Linked DNA regions of Cricetulus griseus: region 2 is linked to region 1. Evidence: chromatin contacts called from public Hi-C data. All regions are on one chromosome and are shown on one strand. Each heading gives the region's core, a stretch centred on a gene start, on an enhancer-like site or on the middle of the called end of the contact. The rest is flanking DNA. Distances are from core to core; before and after follow the strand shown.

The links. A called contact is a pair of places that touch in the nucleus more often than the background predicts.
Region 2: a contact with region 1 is called in a Hi-C map of fibroblasts, with 3 times the contacts expected there. The contact joins the enhancer-like site here to the promoter of LOC100773462 in region 1. A contact is called at or near these places in 6 of 8 Hi-C or Micro-C datasets (the CHK-Q cell line, the CHL-YN cell line, the CHO-K1 cell line and 2 more).

Annotation. Positions count from the first base shown.
Region 1 is chr5:10,586,428-10,593,894 of CriGri-PICRH-1.0, forward strand. LOC100773462 reads left to right here and starts at 5,350. Exons shown (of 1, transcript XM_035445145.1): 1 at 5,350-7,467. The coding sequence starts at 5,720. The coding sequence ends at 6,427. It overlaps Dusp10 (dual specificity protein phosphatase 10), which reads right to left and starts at 5,174. Exons shown (of 4, transcript XM_027418759.2): 1 at 5,017-5,174; 2 at 2,010-2,861. The coding sequence starts at 2,820.
Region 2 is chr5:10,754,260-10,761,774 of CriGri-PICRH-1.0, forward strand. No RefSeq gene overlaps it. Among named protein-coding and RNA genes, the nearest start is that of Dusp10, 170 kb to the left of the region's middle. Within about 2 kb of position 4,827, at least 2 of the 6 cell types and tissues checked have open chromatin away from gene starts, as enhancers often do. A contact at or near this core is called in the CHO-K1 cell line and fibroblasts, where this site is marked.

The sequences.
Region 1 (7,467 bases), core at 4,100-6,599:
CCTTCCCTAACTTGGTCCTGACTTTAGGCCATTCCTCCCAAAGGTACCAAACTAATAAAGATACCAGAGAAGACAACAGACCATGAACAACATATTTTCAACCAAATTCCAAGATATTTGAAGGAAAATCCCCCCCAAAACTACAAATAACCCAACCTCTACCACCAGAGCGTCTTCCAAGCTGGCCGCCACTGCGTTGCACCAATCCGAAATGACGAGCCCTCAGCGCAGCTGCCCAGGGCGCCTGGTGGTGAGGTCAGCAGCGTGTCCAGCCCCGCCCCACTGAGGCAGTCTTACTCTGACACTGATGAGCAAGTCCAGGCTCGGTGATCCTCAGATGTGTCTACAGGAGAGGATGATTCTGGTCCCCAAGAGAGACATTTCTCAGCAAGTGATAGGCCACCCCTCCGTCCACCAAGCTCCATAGCAAGAGAGAGGATAGATCCCTACACCTCCCAATCAGCCCCATGTTCTAGTTCAGAGTCATCATAAAGTGAGGTGTTTGGTACCTCTTCTTAGATCACCTATTAAAAAAGGGGCTATGTTTTTTAACCAAACCTATCCCAACTACAGGAGGAAAAAAAAAAAGCCAGCAAAGTTATTTGTCTTGGTTAACCAAGACAAAATGTTACACTTGGGGAATTTGTAGATGGTGTTTTCTCATCTGCAAAAAAGACAAGACAAGATCATGCTGAGAGAAAGCCAGCCAAACAAGAATTCAGAGGTAAAGAATAGGGCTACCCCCACATAACTCTGACATATTTGTGACTCTAAGAAAACTTACTGGCACCATCGTAACAGTGACTTGAGCTACCAGAACCATGAAGAACTGTGAGCCCACATGCTCCAAGGAAAGCTGTGTCTTTGTGACAGGTGTCTACCAAGACAGCAAAGGGTTAGGGAAGCGCATCTCACAGCAAGGGTGACTAGAGCATGTTTCTAAGAGCCTTGCAGACTGCATCACTTGGGAGGGACGGAGAATGGATAGAGCTGTCCCACAAAGACAAATCCTAGCTTGCAAGGCCTAAGCAGCCTGTGCCAACTTAAATATGAAAAGTGCTCAGAGGAGCCTGGCAACACTGATAATCAATGATGCTTTAGAACTTTGCTGGAGATGTGACAGGACTCACTCCCCAATGGCTCAAAATGCAAACAAAGATAGTTATCAGTCACCAGGACGACCAGGTAGATGCTATCAGAAGAGTGATGCTCAGAGCAAGTGAGCCGTGCACAAGGTCAGGGCAACCCTGCACGGAAGAAGATCAGAGAAGACTGGGTCATTTGTTCCTCTTGGGGGTTCCAATCATCATGTTAGGAGAAAGTGAGGCATGACTCCTTGGGAAGAACCAGAAGCCAATTGTGGTTAGGTGACACTAAAAAGAACAAAAGGTTTGTAGGGAGTTCATATCTCCATCCCCCGGGAGCTTTCCTGGAGGAATGGATGTATTTGGAGAAGGTACCCCTTCAATGCAGCATTAAAATAAAAATGTCTGCCTTTGTTGAAGATAACTTTATAAACAACGTGAAAGTCAAGACAATCAGACAGGTGAGAAACGCAAGCGTTTCCCACACAAAGGTGGCACCTGAAGATATATCTAATATGTGCCATGTATACTGCCTCCTCTGGGCCATCAGCATTAGCTAGTTCTTGAGAAACAAAGACTTTCCAACCACTCACAGACTGAATCTATAGAGCTCCCAGAGAAGCCACGACTTGAGATAACACCTTGGTTGTATAAAGCACCGTTTGAAAACCCTATCAGGTGAAATGTCTTAGGCAACACAGAAGTCAGATCAAGGCTGGGAACTCAGATCTGGATATCACCGCATTGCTACTTAGATTTTCTCATTGCATGAAAATAGTAAGAAGAGAGTAGAAGAAAGACAAGAAAGGCTATTTTGGTTCACAGTGTCTGGGGAGAAACAAGAAGGCTGCCACTTCTAAGAGACTCTCAGGAGGGAACCTAGCTGATCAGGACAGTATTGGGAAAGGAGTTGGGGATCATTACCTTTCAACACCACGGGTTCTTTGCCTTCTCTCTTCAGGGACTCCAGGACTATGTGAAGTGGCTGGGACGGCATCACTCGGCTCGGCTCATTGGTATTCTCATCATAAACTATAATTTCTTTGGAAAAGATCCTCTTGAAAGAGTCTTTGCCTTCCCTACAGGAAATCAAGTCTAAGACAGTGATCTTGCCCTGCTGCAGCCTCCGCCGGCTGATCTTATCGGCACAGTTAATGTGGACAGCTCCTTGGATATGACTCTTATTGTACTCCATGAAAGGCCTGCAGTCAATAATGACAGGACCCTGGCTGGACAGGTGACTCTTGCTGCATTTGGTCATCTTCTTCGCCAGGTCATTGGGGTAGATGATTTTGATGCTGGCTAGCTGCTTGGGAGTCCCTGACACAGGGCTGCCCACCCCACCCGATGGACTTAAAGAGCCTGTGTTCTCATTGTTGTTGACCATCTGGTTAGCAGGGCAGGTGGTCGAGGTTCCTATGGCGGTGGTGGCAGTGCCAGCGGCAATGGCTTGAGTCTGGGCCTGGTGATCCTTGTCGTAGGTTGTCACCGTACAGCAGCTAGTACTGCTGCATCCACAATTGAGGGAGCGGGCAGAGCCGCTGGATGAGGGCATATACGTCAGATTCGCAGCCTTGAGGGTCACAACAGCGGTGGCAATGACAGGAGGGTGGCTACTGCTGCCTGGGGTGGCAGAGCCAAGGTAGCTAGAGTCTAAACAAAGGTTGAGATCCTGAGGTCGGACAGGCCTAGACAGTGTCACTACTACCCTGTCGTCTAAAGGAGATGGAGGCATGAGGAGGCTGAAAACTGGCAATTCAAGAAGAACTCAAGAGTCTGTAAAGAAGGGGAAGAAGGAAAGAAAGAATAAAGTCATGTGGCACAAAAGGCAGTCTCATCCAATCCCTGGGAAAGACCTCTGCATATCTCAGAGCAAAGTCAGCATCCTCCCAGGTGCCCTTGGTCATGATGCCATCAAAGCCTGAAATTCACTTTGATGTATTCAGAGAGGACACATCCTTGAGGGACCCCATGCATTCTGATGCTAAGTCGAAGGTTAAAATTGGAAGTGAGGTTAGAAATGGTAATTGGCATCCTTTCAGGGACCCAATCAAAGTTCAGCCTTCACGGACATAAAGGCACCGAGAACTGGGAACAATGAAGACCTGACAGGGAGGCTCTTAGATTTATTCTGAGCCTCCTCTCCTGGGCAGGAGTCTATTTCACCTGTGATGGATGCATTTGTCCACCCTGGCATGTATTCTGTTTCATTTCTTTGCCCACTGCCAAGGCAAAGAGATAAGCAAGAGCATTGCCAGAGCTCACAGAGATGCACAGAAATGCGTGGCAGCTAAATTTACATGGGGGCAGATGTCAACTTTCTGCTAATGAGGAACGAACGTGTCTTCCTAAGTCAGTCTCCTGGACTAGGAGCTAATCTTGCTTGCTTCCCTTTCTGGCGGCCCCTTTGAAAACCTCAATGCAGTCCTCTTCAAAGCCCTCATGTCTTCTGTGAGCCTCTTCCAAACCAAGCCGCACTAACTGTCCTAAAACCAAGTCCCAAAAGGAGTCAGGTCTGGGAACCCCAACTCGGGCTGCTGACCCATCATGACCCCTTCTTCCTTGGCCCAGCTCACCCTTGACCCCTCCCTGTGCTGTGCCCCTAAGCAAAGAAGGGTTTGGATTTCATCCGGGTGGTACAGACTTTGCATTGACATTGGAGTAGCAACTCTAAAAGATTTTTTCATTCCTATACTGATGTCCCCTCTTGGAGACAGCATGGATTCCATGAAGGCAACTTCACTTGCTCCTTCACCACAGGCAGGCTAATTAGGAAGCTGGGAAGTGGTGCCCACAGGGGTTACCTCTGCCTTCCCCCAAGGGTGCCTGCAATGGGTCACTTCCCTCCTCCTCCTAGGCACAAGGCCACTCTAAACACAGCCATTCTGACTCCTCTACTAGACATGTACACAGCAAAGAAATCAAACCCCAAGCAAGAGCCACTCACCTAAACGAACTTTTAAGATTTGCCTGGAAAAACATTATGGATCATGGGTCTACTCAAGACCGTCACCGTTCTCTGACACCGAGCCAAAGTGTCACCGGCAGAATCCACACAAGCACACACAGGAGCACGTACCCACCCGTGTCGGCATATCCCCACTGACTCAGGTTTCTCTCATCCACCTTTGGATGGGAGCAAAGGCTCCAACCTCCTCCTGCCTTCCTCCCTCCCTCCCTCACCTCCCTGCCTGCCTCCCTTGCGTAGTACTTTATTTATTTGCAGAGCGAGTACTATTCCAGAAGCTTAACTGTGTCCCTGCTAGACCATGGATGCAGTCAAAGTCTTTGCTATTGTGTTACCTGGCAGAGGACGTCCGGGATCAGTAGCCCATTCCCTAGGAGCAGGACCCAAGAACGTGTTCCCAGAGACAGGCTGGTACCAGCACCTCCACACTGAGTGCACGGCTCGCACCCAGGCACGGAGTGCACCGAAATCTGCATCCTTGCAGCAGATAGCTCCAAAGCCATCCAGTCTGGCCCTGGGAAACCTCCCTCAAAAATAGCGCTTCTCCCTTACCCTGTCCCTCGCTAGTCTCCCTTCTCCCACTAAACAGGGACTGGAGCAAAAAACCTCAAGTGGTTAGGGAATGCTCCTTCCTCACTTCTGGGGCACTTAGCATCCCCCTTCCTCGCCACCGCTGGGCATCAGCTAAGCCTTGGGCTTTGAAAACTGCCACAAAGCATCTTAACCGAACCAAAACTCATTTTCCCCCTTCATCCCAGGGCAACCAGACCCAAAAGCCTAAACCTTAGGACCTTCCTTAACTGATGTGGATTTCTCTGTCTCTTACACACACACACACGCGCACACACACACACACACACACACACACACACACGCACACGCACACGCACACGCACGCACACACACAACCCCACGGGACCCTCCAGCCTCGGGCTCTGAGTGGCCGCGATGACTTCCACTTACTTCATCAATAAGCGTAGCCCTCCACCATCTGGCGCCGGCTCCAGCTATGCGCTCGCGCACTGCGCCCCCATTCACTCAGCTTCATTGATCCCCAGCAGCAACACAGAGTTACTTTCTCTTTTGCTACAGCGTAAATGTAAGCTCCGGAGGGGGCGGGGCTACCGCCGAGCGACGTCGCGCTGCACCAATGAGGATCCAGAGCCCGCGGCCCGCTACCTCACAGTGGCCTGTGGCCAATAGACGGCCGAGGGGGCGGAGAGAGAGGCGTGGCCTCGCCGCGGGAAGGAGGCCCGCTCAGACGCGAAGCTGGGTTTGGTGTGTTAGAACGCGGGCGGTGATGTCATTGGCAACCAATCAAAAACTTAAAAGAGCCAGCCCGGGCCCGCGCGGAGCAGCAGCTCTCTATTTACATGTAAACCTAGGCGGCCGCCAGACGCGGTTAACCCTTCCCGGGGCTGAAGTGTCAATGGCTCGCACTGGCCGCTCTGGCTGAAACTGGTTCTCCCGGCGTGGCGGACCCCGGCCTCGCGGGGTCTCCATTCCACTTCGTGACTCGGGGTGGAGGCTCAGGAGTGTCCGGCCAACTTTCCCGAGGCCGGAGGCGACCCGAAGCCGGGTCTCTCCATGGCCGTGACAGCGCAGCGCGGGACGTGAGCGCGCACAGGGCCGGCCTCCCCGCAGCCCGGCTCTGTCCGGCCCGCAGATGTCGCTGCCTCTCCGGCTGCCCTACTGCTCTCCCGCGCGGCGGCTGCGCGCCGTGCTCCTGTTCCCTTACTTCCGTGCCCCGGTCACTCCCCCGCCGTCCCCGGTGTGTTCACAGGAGCCCGACTCGGAACTCGAAGGTGGCAGCCCGGAGAGCTGCGCGGAGGAGGAGGTTTGGCTCTACTCCAGCGGCCACTGGGGGCGCGTGCTGAGCGGCGGCGTGGGCGCCATCCCGCAAGGCTGGGCGTGGCCGGGCTCGCCCAGCGGCCCACCAGCGCCACAGCCCCGGCACCGGCCCTCAACCCAGCCCACCCCGGTCCTGGCCCCTTCCGCTGCCACCTCCCCGATCGCCGTGTCTTGGCACTCGCAGTCCATCCGCCCCGCGGTGCTGGGCCGTCGGCCCTCCGTGGCGCAGAGCCCTCGGAGAGCCAAGGAGCGCCAGCCTGGAACTGCAAGCGCGGGCGGGAAGGAGCCCGAGTTTAGGGTGGTGAACATCCACAATGAGCGGCGCTGGAGGAGCTTGGAGGAGCCGAATCCAGCTTTCTCGGTTCCCCGAACTTTGGCCATCAGAGGGGTCGCTAGTCGCAGCCTGTGTCCGGGGAAGAGAAGTGGGAAGCTGAACAAGCCTGCCAGCGCCTCGCCAGAAAAATATCAGGGAAGCTGCAGAACAGTAACCCTGGAATTCAAAGGAGTGGAAAAGCCTAGATGAACTATGACGACGATGCATCAAAGAATCCTAAAGCAATAGAGCTTTTTATACCTCCCTACCCCCTCCTAGCTCAGAGAGGAAGACCAAATGTCAAGTAATTGAAGTGGAATAAAAACATTATCTGCTCTGTGCAAAGTCCAGCTGTCACTGCTAATGGGAAGTGTTTGAAGGCGTGCTTTAGACCCCAGACGCTCTTTCGCCATTGACGTGTCGATCTAGAATCCGAAGGTATCCAGCCATCACCTTCGGTGGTCCTCTGTCAACTGACAGTGATCTCCTTTGAGTTCTTGCATGCAGGTGCACACTGGTGTTGCAAAAAGATTGTGTGGCCCTTTTCTACCCAAATACACAACCCCCGCCCCCCCCAACACACACACATCCCTGAATGTCAGTGCATGAGTGTCCAGGACACAGCATTTGGTCCTTAGATCTTTGAGAACCACCTAGCCAGTTAGGCTGCCAGAAAAGAAGATCCCATCAAATGTTTCAGGCTTGTAGATGAAATGTCACAGACCGTCGATGAGCACAGTCACTGGAGGTGACTGGAGGTGGCCGGAGGAGTCCCCACAATTCATGGTTTGAGTTCTAGGTATTGAGTCTCATTTTTGTCCTGCAAGATTCCCTGTGTTTATCTGTGTATCTATAAAACGTGACCACCACCACTCCCCACCCCCCACCCCCACCCCTCCACCCCCGCCCAGGAAAACAAAACTGAAAAGGTAGTTGGGAGAGTGAAAGGCATTGCTTTAGAAGGGAGGCACCTCTGCCTAGAGGTACTTACAACCTGTAAATTGTGATTCACAAAGCCCCGAGGTGGGTAATGTGAGAGAGAAACGTAATTCATTTAATGAGATGATTATTTTATTATGGTTTCAAACTAGTAAGTTATTGCAAACCTGTTAAGTAAAAATCTAAGTCATCCAGGCTGGGGGAACTGACAAAACTAACTCATCATCAATCAAACCTGAAGCATGGAATAATTACCAGATTACAAACAAATGCAAAGACATGGAGACTTTTTAAATTAGGCATTACAGTTT
Region 2 (7,515 bases), core at 3,577-6,076, 170 kb after region 1:
GTCCATTTGAGAATCTCTTAGAGGTGGAGAGTTATGGCCACATCAAATATGAAATCTAGGGCTATGCATGTTGGTGCATGCCTTTAATCCCAGCACCTGGGAAACGGGGACAAGTGGATCTCTTGAGATAGTCCAGCAGTTAGGAGCACTAGCTGCTCATAAGAGGACAAGAGTTCCTGTTACCCATGTTAACACTTCGAATTTGCTTGTAACACCAGTTGCATGGAATTTAATACCTTCTTTTGGCCTCCATAGGCCCTTATACACACAGACACACACACACAGACACACACACACAGACACAGACACAGACACACACACACACACACACACACACACACACACACACACAAATAAAAAATAAATCTTAAGGAACATGAGAGTATTAAAATAAAAAATAAGGTAAAGCCAAAACAATACTTAATTTGTAGGTAGGGAGACTCTGGAACAAAACTAAAACAAGAAAAAAGAAAAGAAAAGAAACTAAGGAAAAGAAAAACTATTGTTCCTAAATGGAAAAATTCATAAACAAAATTAGATGACGATTTGAAGGATAATATCAAGTAAAATATTAATGAAAATTAAAAATCAATACAATTAAAATCCTCCTAAATGTATGGGAGGGGCAAAAGAAAAGAAATCACATGGGAAAGACAAATCAAACAAACTCATTTTTCCCAGTGTTTCCAACTGTAATCCTTCCAGTGAGTCAGCTCCAGCTTGCTGAACTAGGAGCATTCTATAACACTTGCAAGTAGGTGGAGAAAGAATGTTCCTCTCTAGATTACAGCTTTGCTTTGTTTCTCTTTTCTAATTAGTATATTAAAGAATTTTTACTGTTCCTGCTCTTCAGCATCTCTGACTGTATGCTGGGGATCCCAAGGAGGCAGAGCCACTGTCATCACCCTAAAACACTGGGCCAGGGCCTGCTCCATGCTGGCTTTCTGGCACTTCCTTGGTGTGTCAATACTCCAAGTTTCCATAATCCCGAATCTTGATCCCTTTTCAGTGTTTCAGAGAAATCAAGGAAGTTAAACAGAGAGGAGGTTTCTGTCTTCCCTAAGAGACTCAATGTTTGCCTGCCCTTGGTCCTCCACCTTCCTGGAAAGAAGCCACCAGGAGGGGCCACTCAGTGCCATCCTGCTTTGCCGTTTGTTGCCTTGCTGTAGGCTGAAGCTGAGCTGGAGGTCCAAGTGTGAAGGACATGAAAAGGCCTTGGCTTCAAAGTCCTGACTATTCTGGAGTGAGGAAGGCACAAGAACAGAGTTGATGCCCCGTGGGTTTGGACAAGACCTCAAAGCAGAATGGTGAGTGACCAGGACCAGGATATCATTCTTCAGTGACAGGGTCCTAAGTGGAAGGCATCCAGGACATGAGAGGATGAAGAAGTCAAAAAAGCTGGTGTCAGGACATCTTGCACAAGCTACATTTTATGCCAAACAACTTTATTAGTAAGTAGAGATTCTTTTATACAGTTTTTAAGGGGAGAAATGGGACAAAGTCAGTAGAAGCCAACCAAGCAAATTTGCACAAGGGGGACACAGACTATGTCAGGGGTGTCACAGTCCAAGCTCACAGCAGTGTTCACACAGATAACTCCACTCTCTTGTGGGGGACAAGTTTACAGTAACCAAAAACTTAATTGCTTCACAGCTCAGACTCATCCTAGGCCTTGTCAAGTCTGCTCCTGGGCAAGGACTGGGAACTAGGCTCCTTTTGTCTTTTCATTGGGGCTGGCTCTCAACAGGTAAGGAAATAGGAACAATAGTTGTAGCTATTGCAACTGAGAAGGAAAAATAAGCAAAATGGGACCTTGTGCTAATTTTCCAGGTGCCAAGTTGGTTTCTTTCTGTACATAAAGGTTCATCCTGTTGAAATATGAAATGAAGGTCCCTTATCCTATAATGGCTGTAACACGTCCACTTAAGCAAATGAAATGTAATTCAATGTAAACAACAAAAAGTTTGATATTGTCCTATCAGAAACCAAATAATCTGTAGCTAGAAACCAGCAATCAAAACCAACAACCCTGTCTGGGAAATTTTCCCTGTAGCTGATCCAATATTTTCTTTGTGTTCTGTGTTAGTCAGGGTTCTCTAAGGGAACAGAACTAATAGAATGAATACATACATACATACATACACACATACATACATATATATGAACACATACACACACATATATGTATATGTATACACACACACATATATATATATGTACACACATATGTATATATACACATATACATACATTCATTAGAGTGATTTACAGGCTATGGTCCTGCTAGTCTAACAATGGCTGTCTCCCAACAGAAGTCTGAGAATCCAGCAGCTATTCAGTCCATGAGGCTGGGTGTCTCAGCTGGTCTTCAGTATAAATTCCTGAAGAAGTAGGTTCGAATGCCAGTGACTGAGAGCAGGGCAGACAGGTAGACAAAGAGAAATCCTTCCTTCTTCTAATCCTTTACATAGGCTGCCACAAGGTGTGGCCCAGATTTAGGGAGGGTCTTCCAATCCTGACTATCATTTGACGAAACAGCTTCTTACTGGGGTCATTAGACTCTGAGGATCCCACGGGCTTTTAGTTAATTTCAGATGGAGAAAAATTGACAACCAAGAACTTCACCCTCCAGTGGGTCTCTGAATGATGTGGTCTAATGTTGTATTGAATGGGACATTTAAGTCAAATCATGGCAAGTTTAGGGCTGGGATGGAGGTCAGTGGTAGAGCATGTGCTCTGCAAGGGAAGGACCCAGGGTCCTCACACACGCTCTGCACATGTTCTTCATTGTGTCTGAGTCTGTCGTCTACCAATCTTCACATGAATTGTTGTTGAATACCTACTGCTTTTTGTAATTCAGAAAAACTGGCCAGGAAAGGGTAAGGAATCCTTTCACATTCACAGTGTAGGAAGGGCAGTACGCCACCTGAGTTCATGACGAGTATGAATTCCAGTAACACCGGACCTTGACCTGGGCTGTAAACAGTTCCTCCAGGGGAGAATGGGAAGTTTACAGGTGTGTGGGAGGTGAGGTGGGGTGGCGGCTTAGGAGCACTACCTCTGGGGTCTGATTGGGCTAGTGGTCAGAATTTCATGGCAGCTGCACTCAGGTTTGATGAGTAAGGAGGTGGATGACACACAGCCACGTGTGCTATTCCAAGCCTGGTGCTTTACGGAGTCAGGAGCCACAGAACTGGAATGATTCAGTTGATTCCACACATGAAAGGTGATGCTTTGACAACACTGTGAAGGATGGGTTGGAAAGGGGGTGGAATTGTGTTGATTCACTCACTCATTTCCAGACATGATGAACAGACCCCGGGGTGAGGGGCAGAGAGGAAATGATAGTATCCTACAAAAGAGACGACGGCTGAGCCAGTCCTTGTCCTCCTGTGACCTCTCAATAGATGAAGAAGACCCAGCAGAGCCCATGGGGTATGCATTTAGCACTCTAGGGATATCAGAACTGTCTAGTGCTCTCTAAGATCTCTGGGGTCACACTATAGTATTACTTTTAGCAATAGCAGCTTCTGAAGGTTTTTAAATCTCTACAAGGTTGTGTTGGAAATCAGTGTGGTCATCAGAACCTCAGGGTGCACTGATACAATGGGAGACAGACCTATAGAAATTTGATACAATGTCTTACAAACCCTCCCGGGTAGATATTCTATAAACCGAAGACAGAGAAGAGTGAGCTCCAACCCAAGCAGGTCTTTAACACTACTTCTATCATGAGGGGTGTGTGTGTGTGTGTGTGTGTGTGTGTGTGTGTGTGTCCACACACATGTGCATGCATGCACATGCAGGGTACTTAAACACCAGCCATGCTTTCCTGAAAGGGAGGTAATCAGGATCCAGGAGCTAGATACTGGTGTTCCTGGACCCTGTCGTCTGACTCATGATATTCAAGACCACTTCAGTCACAGCAGTCCTCAGAGAAGATGAGGCTTCAGTCCAGGAAGCCCTCAGCAGAGTCCCTGGAGAGTTGGAAGGCTGACCCAAAGGTAGTGGCAGGAGTGACTTCACTAAACACATGGATGAAGCACACTGCAATCACACGGCCTCGAGAAACTCAAACAAGGCCAAGAGGATGTGAGAAAGTGAGATTGGAATGTTGGCTCACTCACAGTCACACTGACTCTAACAGTAAACAAAAGCAGGTGACATTCTTTTCTTTCCATTAAAAAGCAGTGACTGATGTCATCTCCATCCCCACCAAAGAACTCACTTCTCCAGTGCTCACCCAATGGCTTCTTCCCCTTCTGTGGCTTAGGGTGGCAACAGAGACAATGCCCAGCTTTCTAAGAGTTAAGTGTCCTGGCCCCTGCTTCACCCCTGATGGCTTTCTGAGTACTCTTTGCTTCCTTTCTTCATTATGAAGACAAGCCATGAAATGCTGGCTTTGGAAGCATAGATTTCTCTCCAAGATCTCTTCCAGTTCAACTATCTCATGTCTGTGCCCCTCTCCTTGCTCCATTTATTTGACTCTTTTCTCTGTTTTTTCTTGCTTATACAATCTAGCCTGTGTGAGTAATGTTCATATGCTTGTGAATACAGTTGGTTCTTTGTGATCTGTGATAATACGAGATGGGTCATGTGGATAACCCCAACTGCAAACGCTGCTCCCGTATACAACTGAGGAACATTCCAGCCTGACTAACAATCTAATATTTGGTTTGGACTGCACCCCTGTAGGAGCCGTTAGCTAGTTAGTAGCATGTGTATAGAGAGATTAATTGGTGTACCCTGGGGAGTAATAGGTCCTGAGGCTGGGATTCCCACATTGGCCAAATGTCTTCTACCAAGTAATAGGGTGTTTCAAAATGAGATCTGTTTAGTTTACATGATTAATGCTTCAGTTGATGAGGCATAGCCTGCACTCAGGGACAGGGTGGAGGCTGAGGTAAGATAAGGTAAACACTTATTGGAGATTTTATCACCCCAATGACTCTCAGGACCAAGTGGGACTACATATCTTTACTCCAGAGTGATTCAGCCAGCAGGGGCTCCTTAGGATCTGATGTCACTTTGATGTATCCTGTGGGTGTCATTGCGCTGAGTGAGCCCCTTAGACCTTTATGACATGGGATGCAACACCATAGGGAGATTAGCTCTCATGTGCCTTCCATGCTCCCAATTCAGAAGCCCACAGATCTGCAATGAAAATGGACAACTCCACAAATTAAATGAAAATGAAATCTTAATCAAAATGTAGAGGTGTCACTTTGCTTTTCCCATATAAAGCTCCATGCCTAATAAAACATGACATTCCTTAATGTCGATAATGTTTTCTCTAAGGTATAAATTATTGCCATTTACCTAGAAAGCTAATTTTGTAACTGATTCAAGAGCTTTAAAAATCACTTCACAATATGTGAAAAATAAACATATCATGTTCATGGCAATCATCCTAGGATCATAGCCTGCTGTGCTACCAAACCCCTCCTCTAGTGATCTAGTTTTTAACAGGCTCCTCGTGTTTAATTGTAACCCAACAGTTACTGTAGAAATGGGATCAATGATCTTAGGCATAAAACTGAATGGATTGAAAACACCATACAAAACTCTTGATTATTGGTAAGAGGTGTAAAATTATTATACGAGACTCTAGGCTTCAAAGTTCTATGTGTTGCTTCAGTTTATGATAAACTTTGATTTCTTTTTTGTCATCAAAACTGCATGTTCACTTAACCCTTGGAAAATACAGTAAAGACATCAAAGAAAATGTTAACGAGCTATAATCCAATATTCAGGGATACCTACAAGTAATTTTTTGATTTATTTATTTTATTCTTTTTTCTGAGTTCCAAGATAGTTTGATTATAAATAGATGAGTAGCTTCATCATGATGGTGAAGATATATAAATTAAAGATGGTAGACAGGTGGATGAAAGGTAGTGTCCTAGTTATCTTGAACTGTCAACATGACACTACTGAAGTCTCAACTGAGGGATTGTCAAATCAGGTTGGCCCATGAACATGTCTGTAGGAGACTATCTTAATGTAGGAGGGCACAACTCTCTGGGCAGGTGGTCTGCTACTGGATAAGAAAGCTAGCTAAGAGCCAGACAGTGGTAACACACGCCTTTAATCCCAGCACTCAGGAGGCAGAGGCAGGCAGATCTCTGTGAGTTTGAGGTCAGCCTGGTCTACAGAGTGAATTCCAGGACTGGCACCATAGCTCCTGGGAAATCCTGTCTCAAAATATCAAAAGAAGAAAAAAGGAAAGAAAAGACAGCTAGCTAGCTTAGCATGCGCCTGCACACATGAACCATCGGGCAGCATTGTTCATGGTTTCTGCCAACTTCCTCGGCTGGAAGTGAGTTTCATATTTAGATGTAATGCTGTGTTGATCAGTGTCTTCTTTGCCTTCAAGTTCTTGCTTGCCCTGACCTCTCACAAATATGGACTGTAACCTGTAAGCTTAAATAATCCTTTTCCTCTCCTGCATTGCTTCTGATCAGTGTTTTATTACAGCAACAGACAGGAAACTAGGACAGACAGGAGGGGAGGTAGAAGATAGAAAGGCAATTGATAGGTGAAGATAGATGGACAGACAGATAATTGATAGACATTATTAAAATACTTTTGTGGTTTATATTTTAGTTGTTCATAAGAATTTTCATGTCACTTTTTTCTAATGTATTAGATATCAGACATTTTCTAAAAATATTTTCTAATTTTATGTTTATATTTTCATATTTAATTTCATCCAAGTATGATGATTTATTATACATTTCTATATTTTATTACTGAAATAAGGTTTCCAATCCTTACTTCCCATAATTTGATCATAATAACCTTTTATAAAGATGTTTGAGGCCCTTGAATAAATGGTCAAAAAGCTCTCCAGATACATGGCAACCATTTATAGCTCGACTTACAGTCAGACAATACCTCTTTGGCATTGCAGTTCCATGATACTTGAAGCTTTGTGAAGGAAAAGACAAGTGGTATCTCAAGGTTTTATTTTTAGTTAATTTGTACAGTTGACCACTTTTCATATACTTCCAGCATGTTCTGTTTAGGATCTTTGCCAATTTTTCTATTGAGATCATCATTACTTGTATGAGCTATTACAAACTTTAAATGAAAATACATATGTACACATACATTAATCCTTTCTTCATTTATATTTGTCTTCCAATTTTGTTGATGATTTTAACACTCAAACTTTTAAAATTTTCCTGTTTTCAACTCTCTTTGCTTTTACATCATTAATACTCTATTGCTTTTATGATTATAACTCAGTCGATACTTTGAAGGTTGAAGAATATTTAAATTTTCTTGTTTTGTTTTTTTTCAACATTTAACTTCATAGTTCATCTTTTTTCTATTTTTCATATATTATGATGGGAAGACTTAGGGGGAGACTTTTCCCCAGACTACTAGACAGATAATCCACCTGTGCAGAATGCTTGACTTATTAAACTCTGATACACATAGTAGGTGCTGTGGTGTGTTGTCTAGACTTTCCTTGAATAATGAAGAATCTATCTCTCTACTTTGGAGAAG